2 separate regions of the Zea mays genome follow, and region 2 is linked to region 1. The links are chromatin contacts, called in public Hi-C maps. All regions are on one chromosome and are shown on one strand. Each heading gives the region's core, a stretch centred on a gene start, on an enhancer-like site or on the middle of the called end of the contact. The rest is flanking DNA. Distances are from core to core; before and after follow the strand shown.

Region 1 (2,700 bases), core at 47-2,546:
AATATGGAACAATTGTCTAAGCAACCATTGATGTTGATTCTTAGCAAACCTATCCTGGATCAGAGTGCAAAATTCTATCCAAGAAATGAGATGCAATCTAGGTTCTATGGACTGCAACTAACGTGCAGTCGGTCCAACAAACTGCATTGTAGCAACCTGCACCCACATGCTAAGCTCTACTCCGTACATATGGAAATAAGATTCACAGCGTGATTGCCACAACTTGGGGTTTTCTCCGTCAAACAATGGAAAATTCATTTTAGGAAGGCTGCCCAACGATGATGAAGAAGAACCATGAACGTAACCCCCCGAAGAATCATGTGTTCTGTGGTGATATGGAAACTCAGGAGGAACATATGCATCATGATACAAGGAAAAAACATGGCGAGGAATTGGGCCTTTGTCATTCATACCATTAGTCGGGAGTTGGTTTGGGGTGGCACCTCCCGGAACCCAAACTCCCGGTGCCGAGGAACCAAGCAGTGCCTATCAGAGCCTTCAGCGTAACATCCAGCAGCCGGGAAACGCTCCGACGCCGATCCATCTTGGACAGGTCCCGCCGTGCGAAGCTCAGAAGCACCATGGTCCAATACAAGGGCGACTCTGGCAAGCTCCACACGAACTGCTTCGACCGACGTCTTGATCGTGTCGACAGATCCTTCGATTCGGGGCTGCCATGATTCGAACACCTTGGTGACGTTCTCCAATACGGCCACCCGAGTCGTCGTGTTCGCAATAAAGTTGTCGAGACGATCGCGCAGGTCTGCTTGCCACTGCCTGATCTGGATTTCCCCTTCAACCATTTTCTCATGCAATTTGGCGACGTTGTCCGCGTTGGCGCTGACTGCTTTTTCTAAGCCGCTCCACCTCTGATCTTGAGACTCCAGGCGATCGCAGAGCTGTTCCAGGATCTTGGACTGGTTGGCCATCGTCTTCGATTGAATCTCAATCGACTTGGACTGCGCCGCGATTGCCGCCGCGATGCTAGGATCCGATGCGCCTGCCATCCATGCACTTCTCGTAAAGTGCAGAGAAGCCGCCAGGACCGGAAGATGAGTCTGATACCACTTGTCAGCAACCACTGTTGGTTCACCTACGATGAGCCGGAGAAGCCATCGCCGCTGTGGCCGCTGCTATAAATTTCGATTGCTGAACTAAAACCGTTTGTTTTATTACAAGTCTCTTCTATTTATTACAGTCAGCCTCCAACTAGCAATGAGGTACTTGGGCCTTGGCGCTTAACGAATCCACTCTGCTCCCGCGATCCTGGAACTGGGCCTTCGGCTGCGCCGGCCCGTCCTTCGTTCTGGCTCAGCCGTCGTGGCTTGTTCCGCCCTTGCCTTCTCCTGTGTGCCCGGGTTGCTGACAGCCACGTGCGGTTGCCAGGTCGAAACTATTCCACTGAAGAAAAAATATCATGAAATCTATCTCCGGTGATGTGCTCCATGGAGAGAAAAGAAGAACGATTATATTGGGCTACCGAGTAGTATTCAAAACCGAGCGAGGCCGTCTCCGGGCATCTCGGATGAACATAAATCAGGCCCAACTACTTTGGGAGCATGTGGCTGTCGTGGTCGTTAATCAATGAACAAACTGTGTGCGAGAGAGAATGCATGGAAGCATATTATAATAAAATCTCGTTGACAAAGTCAAAAGCCAAGCAAAACAAACCAAATGGCGAGGCCCGGCATGTTGGATTTTAAATAAAGAAAGAAAGTGCGATGACTTGGCTTAATTTGTAGGCGGTAGGAATTTAATCTTCCAAATGTATCGGGCAGACGGACACGGTCGTCTATTCCATTCCATGCATGCATACACATGCATACTCGGTTTTACCGAACACAGCTAGCTAGTAGCTAGCTAGTTAGTTGTTCCTCGAAGGCTTATCTTAGTTCTAATGTTTCTTTCAAAGGGCATAAAAGTCTCTATCATGCACTGCCAAATGTCGCAACTTAACCTTCTCATACGGAAGAACGCGTCTTCCTGCGTGACGCGTGTGTATTGATATCAAACTTTATACTTGGAAATTTTCGTTCACGCGTAAAGAGATGTTGCATTTATCAGAACTTCTTCGCACGTACTGACGTAAAGATCAATGGTGAATATAGCAAAAAAAAAAATATTGGGGACTTGGCTCATTGGGACAACGTGATTTAAATTTTCTTGAGGTTAGATAATTTACAAAAGGGAGATTCAAAGTTTTGACGGAGACGACCGCCCTCCCCTGCATACAATAGCTAGGGGTTGTTGGTTACAGTAAATGGAATGGGCTAGAGCCCCAACGCTAAAAAAAACTAGTTTTATTTTAAGAATGCCACTTCACAATACACCGCGCAAAAGAAATTACACTCCTATTGCGGCACGCGGGGGCACGAAGCGTGGTGACCTCCAACGATGGCGCGATGGGGTGTGGCACGAATGAGTATGTGTATTTTGCACATGTCCACCCTTTTTATGATCTAGTTTCATTATTTCTGTTTGGCTGTTTAGACTACCTCACTATAGTAAAACATAGAATCTCCGACGATCAAAGCCGTCGGACATAACCTCAAAACCGTCGGAAATAGACCCTGTTTTATGTCTGTCGTTTTACTGTAGTGTCCGTGGCATTGTCCACCCCTCTTTTGCACTGTTATGCGTATAACCGCTACAATACCACGTCAGCCGTGCTACAGTGCCAAGGGAGTATACCCCTATCAG
Region 2 (2,700 bases), core at 191-2,690, 200 kb after region 1:
TATCTTCGGACTCCTGCATTTGCCTGAAAGCCTTGACAAATATGATATTTGCAGCGCTACCTGTGTCAACCAAAACATTGTGCACTACGAAACCTTTGATTACATAAGAGATAACCATGGCATGTCTGTGTGGGTAATATTTGAGACGAAGATCATCCTGAGAAAAAGTAATGGAGATGTGGGACCATCTGGCCCTGATTAAGGGTCCTTGGACACCAACATGTTGTACCCTTCTTTGGCTTCTTTCTTCTGCTTTTTATTACTGGGTTCGAAGCTTGAGCCCCCGATAATGGGGAGAGTAAGCTTCTCCATGGAAGTTGACAAAGCTTGATGGTTTGTCATGCTCTTCATCGTGATGAAGGTTGTCATGGTTGTGAGATATATGAAGGTGGACGCCAATGTTGGTCATTTGTTTTCGATTGCTATATGGAATAAAAAACAAGGCAACACAATGTTAAAAGGTAGAAGCCTTCGTCCTTGAAATGTTGTCTCTCCAGGATAACTCTTCGAGGACGAAGGTTGAATGTAATCAAATAGAATGCGAAGAGTATGACAAAGTGAGATATGAGAACTCGTCTCATATGCCTTAGCATCTTATTTCTCTTCTCATACAAAACAAGCTTACAATCATACCTTCGGCTTCTTGATGCAAGATAGCGCGAAGGTGTTTCAGAGGCTGAGTTATGCGAAGCTGTAGCACCTAGCTAAAGGTACTTTATGCGAGGTACTGTTCATTTATTTATAGGGGAGATGAACTGACCTAGTATGGATTTACAATAATATCCATCCAATTTTACATAAGTCATTTACAAACAACTTAGGGGCAACAACGTACTTTTCTTCGTCCTTGACTCCACGAGTCCCAGCCTTCGTCATTCAGTTGCTTCTTTCTTTCAGTATTTGGCTGAAGCTGCTGTCTTCGGCCACTGTCTTTACCGCTTGCATATAGATGAAGTGTTTTTGTATGTCGCTCTCTGTCGAAGCTTGGCTTCGTACTCCTATAAGAACATTTCTGAAGTGCACTCGTTAATCTTCGAGTTTCAAGTGATCGTCATGTGCGAAGCTACTCTGCACGTCTTCCTGGCCGAAGGTTGGCTTCGTCCATTAGTAGAGATATTCCTAAAACACACTAGCTTGTGTCGAAGTAAAATGGTTAGGCAAGTGATCTTCGGCATAGAAGGCCCCAACAGTATCATACGCATATGTTTTAACTATTTAATTGTTGTGATGTTGTGTCGATAAGAATGGACTCAAACATTTTTTTACCATAACCTAAGATATTGTGTCAAAAAAGTATCTTACTTAAGATACAATTAATTCTCACTCCTATTAAATACCTTGTCACACCAACAAAGATTTCTATATATTATATTATTAATGAATACTACTTTCGTTCTCGAATATCTTATTAAATACCTTGCTACATCAGCAAGTTTATTTTAAAAATAAAACGCCACAAATAAAAAAATAAAACACGATAAATAAATAAAAATAAAGCACAACAAATAAAAAAGAACGTCAATTGAAAATAGCCTAGGTGCATAGACCATGACATTGATGGTAGGCCTGGGCCCACCACTGCTGGCGGTTTCGAATCCAGTGAGCGGCTTTACTTTTCCGTTGCGTGTATCCTCTCGGCTCTCGCCTCGCCGAGTCGCCGTCGAGTCCGCCATTCCATTCACCCCGGTTCCCCTCCCGTGCAACCGCGAGCAGAAGCCACCATTTCAAAACGAGGACGAGCCCGCTGCTGGTGCTGTCCCTTCCCGCGCGCCGCCGGCGCCTGGCCACCTGCTCCGCGTCGGATCTAGAGCGAGCGAGCGTCACCCGCGGCTCTCGTCGCCGTCAGCGTCACCCACCCGTCGTCTTCTTGCCTCCGAAGTCAAATCTTCCACCCCATATCACCACAGAGAATTCCAACCCATCCACTTCCGCGGCCTGCTGCCGTCCGCTTTATTTAAACCGTCCGCCACGGCGACCCCGACGACTCCCCCCGCGGCCTCTCCCGCCAGCTCCCCCTCACCCCCGACCATCCACGCCTCCAAGCGCCGCCGCCGCGAGACCGAAGCCACGGGGAACACGCCGCTGAGGGGTGGCAGGGGCCCCGCCCCTCGCCGCCGCTCGTCGACTCCGCCTCCTCTTTCTCTGCCGGCGGCGGAGTTTGACCCGCTCGACCCGGACGCTGACCCGCCCCCCAAGCTGCTCACGGCCGACGAGGTGAGGCTCTGCAAGCAGGCGCTGAAGGCGCTCGACAAGAAGGTCGGGAAGCCCGCCACGCTTACCAAGGAGTTTCGTAGCCTCCCGGTATATCTATATCTCCCCTCTTCCGCCCGCCTCTTGTCACTGAGGGAATTGTGCGCCAAAATTAGGATTTCCTAGCTACTGTATGTACATCATTTCTTCAGTTCTACTTTAAAAAGGGGACATGAGTAAACCTTAATTAACTGCATTACCATGAGCTGAGGATCCCAGCAGAATTGGTGTGCCAAAAGAACCCAGAGGGCGAATTTTGTTTATTTCCATGAGCCTGCTGTGAGAGAGGACATATCTAGTGCACATAGAAGATGGGTGCACATGGTGCACATATTAAATCATCACCACTCATTTTAGATCTAACGTCTCTGGTTGATCATTCAATTTACAAATAACACCTTCCACCACTACACACCACCACTTTGGAGGGTGTTTTTAGCAAAATATACC

The links. Hi-C and Micro-C count contacts between places; a contact is called where the count stands out from the background.
Region 2: a Hi-C map of ear shows a contact between it and region 1, with 2.9 times the contacts expected there. The contact joins the promoter of LOC100382937 here to the enhancer-like site in region 1. A contact is called at or near these places in 3 of 25 Hi-C or Micro-C datasets (bundle sheath, ear and tassel).

Annotation. Positions count from the first base shown.
Region 1 is chr2:135,930,200-135,932,899 of Zm-B73-REFERENCE-NAM-5.0, forward strand. No RefSeq gene overlaps it. Among protein-coding and RNA genes, the nearest start is that of LOC103646990, 21 kb to the left of the region's middle. Within about 2 kb of position 1,297, at least 13 of the 20 cell types and tissues checked have an H3K27ac peak or open chromatin away from gene starts, as enhancers often do. A contact at or near this core is called in bundle sheath and ear, where this site is marked.
Region 2 is chr2:136,132,064-136,134,763 of Zm-B73-REFERENCE-NAM-5.0, forward strand. It overlaps LOC100382937, which reads left to right and starts at 1,441. Exons shown (of 9, transcript NM_001175623.2): 1 at 1,441-2,301. The coding sequence starts at 1,549.